Regions from separate parts of the Sus scrofa genome. Here regions 2, 3, 4 and 5 are each linked to region 1. A link is a contact called in public Hi-C and HiChIP or PLAC-seq data. All regions are on one chromosome and are shown on one strand. Each heading gives the region's core, a stretch centred on a gene start, on an enhancer-like site or on the middle of the called end of the contact. The rest is flanking DNA. Distances are from core to core; before and after follow the strand shown. Region 1 holds the start of TSPYL1 (testis-specific Y-encoded-like protein 1). Region 2 holds the start of FAM26F (family with sequence similarity 26 member F). Region 3 holds the start of RWDD1 (RWD domain-containing protein 1). Region 4 holds the start of NT5DC1 (5'-nucleotidase domain-containing protein 1). Region 5 holds the start of FAM26E (protein FAM26E).

Region 1 (2,700 bases), core at 26-2,525:
CCTGTTCCTTAACCTAGTCATATCTGCAAAGTCTACACCCCCTTTTTTAGCTGCAGTGTGCAGCAGCTTGATGTGGGATCTCAGTTCCCAGAAAAGGGACTGAACTCAAGCCAAAGTGCCAAATCCTAACCACTAGACCACCCAGGAATTCCCATAAAGTCCCTTTTGCCAGGTAAGATAATACATTCATAGATTCTGAAGGTTTAGACATGGACATCTTGGGCAGCCTACTATACAGGGCAAAGCAAATAGAACAAAAAACATTTGACTTGGTTGCACCTTGAATCAACTTACTGAAACTTGTTATTCTGCAGTTTATTTTATACTTATGACCTTTCTGTTTACCGATTTTAATTGGCCTTTAGTCATAAAAAATGATGGAGGTTGGACACTCTATGGGCATTTCTTTGAGGCCTTGGAATCCTCTAACACCCATTTTCCTCACAAGTAACAAACTAAAGCAACCAAAGGCACTGATATCCCTCTTAAAGAAACTCTATAAACTAATTGCATGAATATATACTTTATCAGAGCCAACCTTTCCTATCTCTTTGCAGAACTAAATTCGTTAAGTGGTTAATAGTTTAGGGGTCTGGAAATTGCTTTTCTATTTATTCCAGTGAGGAGCCATGGAGCAAGATTTAGCAAAACGATCCTGACTTAATTCTTGCAGAAATTATGTAGGACAAACCCTTCTTTGATGCAGATTATAAAGTTAGGACTAGCAAGGAATAATCTGCATCACTTTCGTGGTAAAAAAGTCGCTCAGGAGCTTTTTCTCCCAGTGATATTAGAGGCCAGAATTAATGTTTTCATGTCACTTCTACCTGAGAAAAGGGAAACAATTAACTATTCATCTTAGTTAAAAAATAATGAGAAGATTTTGCTACCGGCCATAATGGAGTAACAGGGGATAGATTTACCTTCTTGCCTAGAAAATACTGAAAACCAGAAAAACATGTTTTCAGACGACAGCAGGCAATGTAGCCCTGGGGACCCCTACCATTCATTACCCTAGAATACAAGCTAGAGGTAGTTTACAGATGCATCGCAGGGAAGGTTCTCATTGCTTCTCTGAGTCCAAGCTGCATTTATTTACCCAGGTCAAATTACCAGTTCACCTGATTTAAAAACATGGGACTAAAACTAAGCAAACACACCTGCAGAGCAGGATACCAAACAAGCTACAGCAGGAACGAATTCTCACGTCACGGTGAGATCCACAGCCCTGACGTCATCCTCACAGAGACGCTCGCGAGACTAGAGAGTGGGCGGCACCAACGGCTGGTTGTCGCCGAATGCAGCTTCTGTGAGGAAAACAGACTAGCTACCGTTGGTCTGGTTGCTGGGGACGAGCGGCCCGGAGGGAGTCGAGGAGACTCCTCGCTCCCCAACCCACAGACTTACTACCCCTGCCAGTGCCCCCGGAGACCCGGACCCTTCCCAGTGCCCGAAGCTCCGTGAGGAAACCGAGGCGTCACAGGTGATGGCGGAGACGGGCGAGGAGAGCTTGGCGCCCGTCACGCAGCCACAGCTCCAGCTTCCAGAGGAGCGGGGCGCACCCCAGGCTGCTCCCCCAGATCCGAGCTGTGCCCGTGCTACCCAGCCCCGAGGCGGTGGGGACTGCGGAGCCGGGCAGGAGCAAGCTCCGCCCCCCGCGGAGGCTTGGAAACCGCGTCCAAGGCTCTGGCAACGGGCGGCAGCCTGGGAAATGGCGGTCGCCGGGGAGAGCTGCACGGTCCTGAGGGGAAGAAAGCCATGGAAGCAGGAGGCGCGGAGAAGTTGGGGTCCGAGGCGATGGCAGAGGCGAAGGCTGAGGACGTGAAGACCGAAGAGGGCCCCGCCTCCTCAGTCCCAGTGCTGGAGGAGGTGGCGGGGAAGGAAGGAGCCCAGGCGGTGGAGGCAGTGGACCAGCAGATGGAGGTGGAGGAACAGCCAGTGGGTGAAGAAATAGAAATGGTGGAGAATAGGGTGGTGGTAGAGGAGGAGAGGGCGCGAGCCGGTTACCGGCCCCTTCGTCTGGATCTCCGCATGAACCCGCTGGAGGCCATCCAGCTGGAACTGGACACTGTGAACGCTCAGGCTGACCGGGCTTTTCAGCAACTAGAGCATAAGTTCGGGCGGATGCGTCGACACTACCTGGAGCGGAGAAACTACATCATTCAGAACATCCCGGGCTTCTGGGTCACTGCCTTTCGGAACCACCCCCAGCTGGCCCCCATGATTAGGGGCCAGGATGCAGAGATGTTACGATACATAACCAACTTGGAGGTGAAGGAGCTCAGACACCCTCGAACAGGCTGCAAGTTCAAGTTCTTCTTTCGAAGAAACCCCTACTTTAGAAACAAGCTGATCGTCAAGGAATATGAGGTCAGAGCCTCTGGCCGAGTGGTGTCTCTCTCCACTCCAATCATATGGCGCCGGGGTCATGAACCTCAGTCCTTCATTCGCAGGAACCAAGAGGTGGTCTGCAATTTCTTCACCTGGTTTTCAGACCACAGCCTTCCAGAGTCTGACAGAATTGCTGAGATCATTAAAGAGGACCTGTGGCCAAATCCACTGCAGTACTACCTGCTGCGTGAAGGAGTCCGCAGAGTCAGACGTCGCCCAATAAGGGAACCAGTGGAGATCCCTAGGCCTTTTGGATTCCAGTCTGGTTAAACTTTGCCTTTGGGAATGCTCCTGCATAGCGTCCCCTTT
Region 2 (2,700 bases), core at 99-2,598, 180 kb before region 1:
AAGAAACAAGCGTTCATTTCGAAGAGCCTTTTTACCAGCCCAGAAGCAGTATGGGGTGAAGGCTTTAGAGCCAAGCAGACCCATTTTATTGTAACAATTCTGGCTGGACAAACAAGTTGACCCAGACTCAGTGCATTTCCTATAAAGACACTAGAGAATAATAAGGGAAGTAAAGGGCCCAGCGCGGCGTCTGGCACAGAGTGACTGGGTGCCTGACACTATCCGAGTGCCTTCCTCCTTTTCCTTACTTTTATTTCAGTATTCGCCTATCAGGCTCTTCAGACGCCAATAGTCCTCTTCCTTTGTCTCCAGGTGTGGATGGTCTGAGAAAGGGCACGGATTTTACCTCTCCCTCCCCCCAGGAGCCTGCCCCTCTCCAGTCCTCGTCCAGCGCGGGAGCCTGACCTGCGACTGGGCTTTGAGCTCCTTGTGCAACTCCTGCACCTCGGGCACCTGGGCTTGCCCGCAGGGCACCAGCGGCATCTGGACCTCGCAGCGGGAGTCGCGGCCGGGACACAGGCGCCGCGCCTGGAACGCGCTCCCGCTAGCCGCGCACTCGTAGAAGGTGCCCCCCAGCAGCGCCACCGCCACCCAAGTGAGCGGTGCAACCGCGGCGGCCGCGCTGAGCTGCGCGCACACCACAAAGGTCCGCAGCCCCCCGCCGCAGCCCGGCCGGGCGCAGCAGCCGGTCAGCAGGCGCCAGGTGCGCGCGTTCAGCACGTAGCCCAGCAGGAAGAGCGCCAGCGCCGGCACCAGCAGGAAGACCAGACCGTAGGGCAGGTTCCAGGCGGCGTTGCACGGGCACTGGAACACCGCGGTGGAGAAGATGCGCTCCCCGCCAGCGGTCAGCAGGCTCACCAGGCCGTAGCCCAGCGCGCTGTGATGCTTGAGGTGCAGGTCCAGCACCGTCCGAAACTTCTCCATGGCGCTCCTATCTCAGGGCTCCAGAGACAGGTCCAGAGGCTTCTGCCTCTTCGCGGCCCAGCTCCTGGAATGATTTGGGGAGTCTTGGGGTCTGGGGTTTCCTGTGCTTTGCTAATCAGCTTTTTCCGAAAAAAGGAATAGGGCTTCTCTGGACTGAGCTTTCGCTTTCTTATTTCAGCCAAACTAGCTGTGGCAGACCCAATCACAGGCACCATTGACTTCTCTGGTGCCCAACCCCCGCCCCCAGAAGAGGACGTACTGGTGACCCTTCCCCAGGGACTGCCTGAAGATAGGCCCTGTTCCGTTGAAACCTTTGTTTACTTCCAACTGATAAGCAACCAGGGGACTTTCCTTACCTTTCATGACCCTACGCAGTCATCCAATGGATAGAATACTTTGCATTTGGGCAAACTGGGAAAAATACTGGATTTTTATCACTGCAGCCACCCTGGATTCTAAACCAACTCCCAGTCAGACCAAAGAGTCGCCGCCCCCCGCCCCCCGCTGCCGCAAACCCCTATCATTTACAGGAAGCATTATTCAAGAACAAATTTCCAGTTTCTCTTTTATAAACTAACCACAAAGCCCAGCCCAAATTCTAGTTTGTCTATGTCCTTCCTGTCCCCCTTCTGGACAGAACTACCCCTGTTCTCTCCTCTGCCTGATCTCTCAAAGGATATTAGCCTGAATGTATTGTATTGACTTCTGCCCCCGCCCCCCGCCCCCTGAAGGTATGTCCTAACACCAGCAGTGCATGGAAGAGTGTCAAATTCTTACTCAGTGACCCCCAAGTTGATCGGCAGGGGAGGGGGATACGTGGTTGTTCAAGAAACACTAACTGAACCCAAAAAATTTCAAGCTACAGCATCACAGCTGCATCTAACATGCTGTTTCCTCCGTTTTCAATTTTCTCCAAGTAGCGTTCTTCTGACACAAGCTGTAACCACTTCCGTGAAACTGAGCCTTAATCTGTGGTTCTAGAGTGTACTTGAAAGAACATAGGCTCTGAAGTTAGGGGCATTTTGTGTGTGTATGTGTGTGTAATAAGTTAGCTCCTTTATCATTCAGCGTGCTCATTTGTAAAAGCAGAATTATAGTGCTCACTTTCCCAGACTGAGACAAGTAACTTGAGTAGCCTCTACAAAGCACCTTTATACACAAGGGTGTGCCAGTGAACTGGTCACTGCTCTAGCCCATCCACTCGATTTGCCTTATTTATTTGGGAAGAGTAAGTAGCCTACCAAATCCAGTGAATTGTTAGAGAAAGGGGGAGAAACATATCATTTCTTTCTTTAATCCAACTTGCCTTCTTAGGTTGCAACTCCGACCACCAGTGCTGGCACAAAACCACCATTCCATCTCTTGTAGTGAATAGCTATTCTATCTGTGTGAGTGTTTACAAAGATCCCCAGATCAGGGTCCTTTTGTCATGCAGGACAGTAGGGGCCCATTGCTCTGAGATTATACCAGGTACTGCCAGCTTCCTCTAATTTTGCATCAAAGTTACGTGTTTGAGGCAAATCACTTCTGCTAGGACGATCATCTCTGTAGTCGCACATCTGCAAAAAATCTTCCTTCCTTTTTCACTTGGGTGACTCTCTTCTTACTGCTGCCCTCTTCTTTACTGCCACTTTACTCCTCAGCTGTTGCCTCCCCTTTGACCCTTTCCACACACCATCGTGAACAAATCCCACCATGTCCACAAAGTTTGGACGGATGGCTTTATCCAAATCTCCCTTAATTGTCACTTAACTAAAATGTACCTTCCCATTCTCT
Region 3 (2,700 bases), core at 26-2,525, 250 kb before region 1:
GGAAGCCAGGCTAGATGATGTTTGGTACCCTACTATTAGTTCAGTTACCTGTGATCTCACGGAACTGAAATTTGGGCCCCCTCATTCATTTGGGCATTGGGCAAAATGTCAGAATGTTAATAAGAAAAAAAATTTTTTTTTAAAGAAAGAAAAGAAAAACAACGAACTTCAGGGACCGCGCTACTCTCAAAACTGATTCTGGGTAACTTTGAGAACTCACAAACTTTAAAACACCATCTTAGGAAAAACAGCTTCTACCTGAATAAAGGAGAAAATGTGAAAGCTGACACTTCTGCGGCTCTGGAAAGATTCCTCCCACTTGAAATATCCACGTTCGTTTTACTAAATCCCTGGCTGCTAAGTGACACAAAAACCAAAGCGCCCCCGACTGAATCCCAGGCCTGCCTGAAACTCCAGGTACCTCGCCAGCCTCGCCCGGACTTTGAGATTTCAGGGAACTAGCGGAGAGGGGGAAACAGCCATAGAGTCGCTAGTAAATGCTTGTACACACTTCGCGAGAACTAGAGGAAAGTGGTGGGCGAGGAGGCCACGCGGCCTCGCTGTTCCCTTCTCCATCCTGGCCCGGGATGCCGAAGGCCGTGGAGGCTGCGGCCCGTCCCACTCCACAGCCAGGTAGTTGCAGGCCCGCGGCCGCGGAAGTCACCTGTGAAGGAGTCAGGATAGATGGACTCCAGAGCCTCCAGCTCGTTGCGCTGCTCCTCGCCGTAATCTGTCATCGCGGCCCTCGCTGCAGCCCATGGATCACCCAGACACCCAGGCGGCGCGCTGCAGCCGGTACCGCGGCCGCGCCGGGAGAGCAGGCAGCGCCCCGGCGGGCGCAGGCGCAGAGTCCCCGTCTGGAAGGCCTGGGGTCCAAAGCCAGGCTAGGCCTGCTGAGCAACCTCCCCGAAGGGGCCTCCGGCTGCTCCCTAGTTCCGCGTTCGACTCGTTAGGCCTGGCTGCTGGGCTGCCTGACCCACGCCCGGTCGGGATTTGCTGGGATAGGATTGGCGTCTGGTCTGGCATTTGCCACGGACACCTAAGAATTGGTTCCTGGGCTTTGCAGGGCCTGAGCCTGAGAAGCCCCTCAACAAACATAGCACTTCGCTCGATGTATCTGGGCTTGAGGCCGGCCCGGCGTGCCGGGGGCGCATTGGGTAGCCAGGGTCGGCACGTTTGGGCCCCCCGCCAAATTTGTTTCCGGTTTCCGGGTTGTGACCTGGTAGCGGAGACCGACGGGACAGATTCGCGTCTTAGTGCTGGCTAGTGACGGGTCCTAGGTGATTTGTACGGTTCTCGAACCTTCAAGTTCTTGACGTCCCATGGGAGTGTGGGCAGAAGAGCAGAAGTTCTAGTACTGGATCGGGCTGAATAGCCTCAGAGAATCTGGGGAGAAATCAACTCAAAGTCCGTAGACCTTAGTTCTAGATTCAGATCTCTAGGCTTCGCTTTTGAATTTGTAAAATGAACTCGGCTTAATATAGATCCAAATATGTCTGATAGCATATTTCTGTGAATTGAAGAAATGGGTGTTTAAGTTTCTTTAACAGTTTTGGTAAGCAATGTAAAAGTAATTATCATTATTCCGAAAAAGAGTCAGAACCTTTTATTTGGGAGAATGAAACTAAAGAAATAATGACATTGTAATAATGTTCTCTTCCAGTTCATCGCAGCAGTTACGGAGGATTATCAAAGAACTGTTATGACACAAGCTAAGGAAATGGCTTAACAGAATGCTTTTGAGGAAAGACTGCTAATTAGCTATTTGTGTTTATAAGAAACGTGGTTGTATTAAGTTTTTTTTAATGCAAAAAAAATGAAAGGACATATTAAAAGATTTAAAGTTCCAAACAGTTTTCAGACATAATAAAAGGTTTTTCACACTCGTTTGTATTTTCCTTTGTTTTGTTTTCTATATTAAAGCTGGTTTTACTTGTATAGTAGGGGGAACCAGTTTTGTGGGGTTTTTTTGTTTGTCTGTTTTTTAGGGCCGCACTGGCGACATATGGAGGTTCCCAGGCTAGGGGTTGAATCAGAGCTGTAGCTGCCAGCCTGAACCACAACTCAAGGCAATGCCAGATCCTTAACCCACTGAGCAAGGCCAGGGATCAAACCTGCATCCTCATGGATACTAATCAGATTTGTTTCTCCTGACCCACTATGGGAACTCCCTATTTAAGGCATTCTTTTAAACTTTTAGGGAAAAAGTGGGAACTCTCCTGATGAAAATGAATTATACAAGTTGCTTCTTGTTCTGAATATTCTTAGTTCAGAAAAATCATTGAGTTATTGGGGAAGGAGCTTCTGTGCAGAGGGCACAGCCAATGCTAAGGTCATAAGGTGGGAGCCCACTTGGTGTTTTGGAAGCTGGTGTGGCAGATGAACATCATGTAGGGTCATCAGGGAGTTTAGTTTAAAGAGTAACAGTCTGACTCTGTTACTTTAGAAAGACCCCAGTGGCTACTGAGTATAAATATATTTAAGAGCAACAAGCCTAAAAGTATGGAGACCTTTTAGGAGGCTATGGTAATAATCTGAGCAAAAGACAATAACGTGAGCTATAGGACAGAACAAATTCTGGATATATTTTGAAGCTGTCAGGAGTTAGATATGAGTTGTGAGAAAGGGAGTCAAGGGGAATATGGGGTTAGAATGACTGGAAAGATGAAGTTCTTATGATAAAAATGATAGGCGAGGAAA
Region 4 (2,700 bases), core at 196-2,695, 160 kb after region 1:
ATCCAAGCCACAGCAGCTGCAACCCATGAGGCAACACCGGATCCTCAATCCATTTTGCCACCACGGCCAGGGGTTGAACTTGCATCCCAGCACTCTAGAGATGGAAGATACCGCTGTGCCACAGTGGGGACTCTACCCTTTTCCCTTTTAATCCTTGCAACAACCTTTCTGGGTAAATCCAACTATCAGCCCCACTTTACAGATGGGGAAACTAACAGGCACAAGTTAAGTAACTAGCCCAAGGTCACGGAGTAGTAACAGAAGGCCTTTGCCTGAAAGGCACTTTGACCGCAGAGTCCTCCCTTTGACTACCATAACCAGCTTTTCTGACTTGGATACTTAGACCTTTGACTTAAAATATTTTTTTCTGTTATTTTTTCACAGTAAGTTTCCTTGCGAAACCAAAGGAATGGGAGAAGGAGAACAATTCATTTAAGGTCATAAGTGTAGAATCATACATCCTCCACTTCTCCCTTCCTCCTAAAGTGCACTGAGGACCCAGGCTGTTGTCAGGGACAGAACTCACTCAAGGTACATGGAGCACGCAGTAGGTGAGCAATATTTATTTCCTTCTCCTGGTAAAAGGCGAAATCAGAGCTAAGATCTTAAGAACTTGTCGGTTAGTCTTTCTTCCTATATACCACACAATCCTTCCCAGACTGCAGGGTTTAAAAACTGACAGGTGGTCGCATGGATGTGCAAAAGAAAAAAATACAGCCAAGGAAAATATATGTCGCTAACCAGGTGGCTGTATCGATGCTCTGCGGGTGGTCAGAATGATTAGCAGAGAAATTCCAAGGCCAGGGATCTGCAAAGGACACCCCCAGGTCCCCTAATCCCGCCCTTCCTCTGCCCCAGGAACCGCTTCCCCAGCCCGATCTTGCACGATTTAACCCTCTCCTTCGCCCCTTTTCTTCCCTACTCATCTCTCAAACTTGGCTATGGGCTGAGCTAAATAAGCGGGCGCCCCCAGGATCGGCAGGGACAGAGGGGATGCACATTTCCTCCCCGCCTCGCGGTGGGAGGCCGACTCCTGCGCAAAGGCGCGGCGGCTGCAGGGCCCCGGCGACGCTCGCCGCCGTCGCCGCCGCGGAAGCCGGGAGGAAACTCGAGCCCCAGCCGCCATGGAGGCTGCACGCCGTGCGCCCCGGCAGCCCGCGCCACTCACCCGAGCGCTCTCGGGCAGGTTGTAGCGACACAGAGTGTGGTCCAGGTCGAAGCCGACCACGTCGCAGGCGGCCAGGGAGAAGTGCTGAGCCATAGTGCGCGGGGTGCACCGGCAAGCGCCTACACGCGGGTACCCGGCGAGGAGTGCGCAGAGAGGACGCTGCGGGACGGCCCGGCACGACGCGGCGGGGCGGGACGGGGCGGGGCTGCGGCCGCCCCGTGGACGCGGCGCGGAGGCCTCTAGCTCTTCCCGCGCCCGCCAGCCCCGCCCCCGGCCACGCTTATGCCCGCCCCTCGCGGCCGGCCTGCCTGGCTCTCCGCCCGCAGCTTCGCAGCTGGGAGATCTGCTGGCACCCACATGCAGGCTCCTGCCGCACCGTTACCACCGTCACTCCCTCCGTGAAGGCCGAACGCAGGATGTGACCTGGAGCCGTGCCACTACTGCAGGATTTGGGGCGCAACTAAGACCCTGTTGGAAGGTAGCCTTAGCCACAAAATTAACCCGGGCTTCCCTTCGTTTTCCAGGCGCCTGGGAAACCAAGGGACTATCAAGTTACACCTGACCCTTTTATTCTTATATGCGAAATAATGTAAGATTATGGAGAAAATTTTATCCACTAATATCCCTCTGACCCAATTAGCCTATAATTTGGAAGATTTTTTTCCCCACGAGATCTCTAACTATGGATTAAATTTTTAAAAGTCTTATATTCCAGGAGTTCCCATCGTGGCACAGTGGTTTACGAATCCGACTAGGAACAATGAGGTTGCTGGTTCGTTCCATGGCCTTGCTCAGTGGGTTAAGGATCTGGCGTTGCCATGAGCTGTAGTGTAAGCCGCACATGTGGCTCGGATCCCGTGTTGCTGTGGCTCTGGCGTAGGCCGGTGGCTACAGCTCCGATTCGACCCCTAGCCTGGGAACCTCCATATGCCAAAGGAGTGGCCCTAGAAATGGAAAAAAGACAAATAAATAAATAAATAAAAATCTTATATTCCATAGTAAATAGTGGGAGGGCTTTCAACATTTCATCCCCTGGAGACGTTAGAAAATAAAGTTATTAGAAATCGTGAAGGACCATTTTGCAAAATGACAATGATTAAGGAAACCAATATTGGTTGTTATTTGATTATCCTATTTTTTTTAATTGTAATGAATGTTTCTATGAAAGGACGTTGGAAACTTCATAGAACATACCATAAAAGAGAGAATTTTATGCAAACAGAGGTTTTAAAATTTATAGAACACAGTGATTTGAGTGACAATGTTCTCAATTCTCTCAAGGACTGTATATAGCCAGTATCGTTTTGGATGTATAGGAGAAAAGTTAATTCATTACATACAATGGATGCTCAGAGCATTTATTTCTGAGAATCCCTGGATATGAAGGACTAAGACTTTGAGATCTTTAAAATCATTTAAGAGAGTCTCCTGGCTCAGCAGGCAGACATCATGTCCCCAAGGGTGTGAGTTCCATCCCTGGCCTTGCTCAGTGGGTTAAGGATCTGGAGTTGCCTCAAGCTGCTGCATAGGTC
Region 5 (2,700 bases), core at 66-2,565, 200 kb before region 1:
AAGCTATGATTTCCTTCTCTTAAATAAAACAATGCCCCAAATCTCGATCTTCTAAAGTAATGTAAGAACTTTTTTAGCTTAGAGCACCAAGAACTTAGGACAGAGCCTCCCTGGAGAATATGGTCCTGTTTCACTGAAGGCTATTTAAAGGCTGCCAACACCCACTTAATACAGGAAATTCTCCCCCTTGACAGTGTTTATCCAGAGAGATAGAAGTCACCAGTAATCAGTCAAGGGAATCTCTCTACTAATTATATCATGTGCAACTTTAAAAGGTCTTAGCTCATTTGGTTCAGCTGGACTTTAATAGGTGAATGTCTATGTGTTGGTTTTTTTTTTTTTTTCTGAAAAACCAGTTTAAAAATAAGTAATTGATAGAGGCAATAATTTCTAATTACAGTTCTGCCATTAACACCCTATTATGTGTTAGTATCGTGCATTGTTTACAATGCAACCCAGGCATTATTTTCAAGTTCTTAAGCATTTCCATCTGTATAACTCAGAGGCTATTTTTCTTTTCGGAAACGGAAAAGACAATCCAAGCAACAATTTTATTAGCCAGCCAACTTCTACAAAGCTTTTCCTGAGAACTGTCTAATGGCTGCACCGTGTTCTAATTTCCATTGAGTTTCAAAATGTTCTAGCAGGATTCAGACTCAGCCCTGGCTGAACGGAGGTCAGAGAGAACACTTCAGCCTCTCAGGCTGGGGAAAAAAAAGTCACATCTGTCCTTCTTACCTGGGACTGGGCTTGCAGGGACAGTTTCAATTCTTCGCTGTCCGTGGAGGTCATGCTGGTTTTCCCACAAGATACTTTGTGAAGCTCGTTCCAGCACTCTTTGGGCTTGTCCTTGCAGATCAACCTCAGGAGTTTTGGACTTCTGGTCCCGCTCATGGCACATTCATAAAAAGTCCCGTTGAGCAAAGCCACCGAAAGCCACATGGTCGGAGCCACCAAGGAACTCAGCGTGATCTGACCGAGGACATAGAAGAAGCGGCAGCTGTGGCCTCTGGGGAAGATTTTCCTGGGATTCACACAGCAGCCTGTGAAAAGTCTCCAGGACCTGTTGTTCAGAAAGAACCCCAGGATCAGTAACACCCAGGCAGGAGCAAAAAGGAAAACCAAGCCGTAGACCACATTCTCTGTGCTGCAGGGACACTTAAAAGCCACGAGTGAAAAGAGACGCTCACCTCCCACGGTCAGCAGAGCCATGAAGCTGTAGCCAATAACAGTTTTCTGGTTGAGGACGAATTTTAAAATCCCCTGAAAAGCATCCATGTTGGACATACACAAAGGGAAAATGCTTTGCTCTTATTTATTGGCTGAGCGGCTGTGGCAGTGGCCGAGGGTGGAGCTCTTTCTTCATTAGAAACAACAGTCCTCCTTCTCAGACTGAATTCAGCCAGATAAGGAAACAATGTCATTCCTTAGGAATGAATATTTCCTAACAGTGTTCCCATAACGCCTCCTACTGGTGGATATTGGGCCGTGAAACTAGAGCCAGAACACAGATTATCAGAGTAAATTCAAAGTGAACAGCCTCGGTTTTTATGTTACTTTCATGTGGCTTGGATTGAGCATCAGAAAGAAATTCCGACATTTACAGGTAATAACAGTCTAGAAATTTTCCAACCAGACCAATCAACATTAGCAGAAATTGGGCTACCACCAATTGGGAGCCAACTCGATTCTCCAAGCCTAGGGTTTCATGATGGTATTTTTCTCCTTTTACCTAGGAATTTGGCAACTTTGACTTAAGATCTGGAAGAATCATTTCACATCCTCTCTGACTAGTGACTTGAACCAAATTTTAGGATGTCGGCTATTTGAGATTTATATGGAAAAGTTCAAGGAGAGTTGGAGTTTAAATGAAATGCAAAATGAGAAGGGGCCTCATCATTTCTTTCCTAGGCTGTCATAGTCACCTCTTGACTGGTATCTCTGCCTTTGACCTCATGCCCACCCCCACTCTCAACCCTAAATCCATCCTCCATGCTGACACCAAGGAGATCCTTCTAAAACAGAAATCCAGTTGTCCCCTAGTCTACTCACACCTTTGGGGCACCCTGCTGCCCACAAGTTGATAGTTACCAGCTTCCCGTGGACCCCATCAGGGTATTTCAAGCCCTCAACATGTTCCTTCTCTCCCCCCTCAGTTTCCCACACACCTGGTCTTGTCCACCTGGCAAATGCTCACTCAACATTCATGAATAGCGTTGGAGCTTCTTCCTCTGTGAATATTTCTAGAAGAAAGGGTGGGGGAAAAACTGTAATTGCAATGTATGCATGTAAGGATAACCTGACCCCCTTGCTGTACAGTGGGAAAATAAAAAATAAAATAAAATAAAATAAAAAAATAAAACTCTGTGAATATTTCAAAGGCTTCCTAATGTATAACATTGTACTTTCAGAACTGATCATAATGTTGCCATGATTTGTTTAATACCTATAGCTCCTTTTTGACTATGAGCCCTTATTAAATAGGAACTACATCATATTAAATTTTGTATTCTGGGCCGAAACAGAATGTCAAATGCAGAATGGATACTTACTCAATAATTTGTTTTCCAAAGAGTTACTGAGCTCCGCTGTATGCCAGGCACTGTGCTAGACAGCCAGTGCTCAATGAGTGCCCATGAACGAATGAATGGTGAAATTTTCAGTACTTCTAATTATAAATCATATAAGGAAATTGTACCC

The links. Hi-C and Micro-C count contacts between places; a contact is called where the count stands out from the background. HiChIP or PLAC-seq counts read pairs in DNA pulled down with a chosen protein or histone mark.
Region 2: a contact with region 1 is called in a Hi-C map of embryonic fibroblasts, with 2.8 times the contacts expected there. The contact joins the promoter of FAM26F here to the promoter of TSPYL1 in region 1. A contact is called at or near these places in 2 of 5 promoter capture datasets (fetal skeletal muscle and skeletal muscle), 16 of 47 Hi-C or Micro-C datasets (adipose tissue, alveolar macrophages, embryonic fibroblasts and 11 more) and 2 of 2 datasets of contacts at active chromatin or transcription factors (alveolar macrophages and skeletal muscle).
Region 3: a contact with region 1 is called in a Hi-C map of fetal skeletal muscle, with 2.5 times the contacts expected there. The contact joins the promoter of RWDD1 here to the promoter of TSPYL1 in region 1. A contact is called at or near these places in 2 of 5 promoter capture datasets (fetal liver and liver), 9 of 47 Hi-C or Micro-C datasets (brain, embryonic fibroblasts, fetal skeletal muscle and 5 more) and 2 of 2 datasets of contacts at active chromatin or transcription factors (alveolar macrophages and skeletal muscle).
Region 4: a Hi-C map of liver shows a contact between it and region 1, with 5 times the contacts expected there. The contact joins the promoter of NT5DC1 here to the promoter of TSPYL1 in region 1. A contact is called at or near these places in 3 of 47 Hi-C or Micro-C datasets (heart right ventricle, liver and skeletal muscle).
Region 5: a contact with region 1 is called in an H3K27ac HiChIP or PLAC-seq map of alveolar macrophages. The contact joins the promoter of FAM26E here to the promoter of TSPYL1 in region 1. A contact is called at or near these places in 2 of 5 promoter capture datasets (fetal skeletal muscle and skeletal muscle) and 2 of 2 datasets of contacts at active chromatin or transcription factors (alveolar macrophages and skeletal muscle).

What each region holds. Positions count from the first base shown.
Region 1 is chr1:81,908,036-81,910,735 of Sscrofa11.1, reverse strand. TSPYL1 (testis-specific Y-encoded-like protein 1) reads left to right here and starts at 1,275. Exons shown (of 2, transcript XM_003121374.4): 1 at 1,275-1,658; 2 at 1,661-2,700. The coding sequence starts at 1,487. The coding sequence ends at 2,661.
Region 2 is chr1:82,084,429-82,087,128 of Sscrofa11.1, reverse strand. FAM26F (family with sequence similarity 26 member F) reads right to left here and starts at 1,348. Exons shown (of 3, transcript NM_001258434.1): 1 at 1,281-1,348; 2 at 406-988. The coding sequence starts at 924.
Region 3 is chr1:82,159,946-82,162,645 of Sscrofa11.1, reverse strand. It overlaps RWDD1 (RWD domain-containing protein 1), which reads right to left and starts at 1,275. Exons shown (of 7, transcript XM_001928520.6): 1 at 665-1,275. The coding sequence starts at 737.
Region 4 is chr1:81,744,663-81,747,362 of Sscrofa11.1, reverse strand. It overlaps NT5DC1 (5'-nucleotidase domain-containing protein 1), which reads right to left and starts at 1,445. Exons shown (of 12, transcript XM_001928200.4): 1 at 1,169-1,445. The coding sequence starts at 1,261.
Region 5 is chr1:82,107,657-82,110,356 of Sscrofa11.1, reverse strand. FAM26E (protein FAM26E) reads right to left here and starts at 1,315. Exons shown (of 2, transcript XM_021091584.1): 1 at 739-1,315. The coding sequence starts at 1,287. All of the region lies in intron 3 of TRAPPC3L (trafficking protein particle complex subunit 3-like protein), which reads left to right. It overlaps FAM26D (protein FAM26D), which reads right to left and starts at 822. Exons shown (of 4, transcript XM_021091581.1): 1 at 739-822.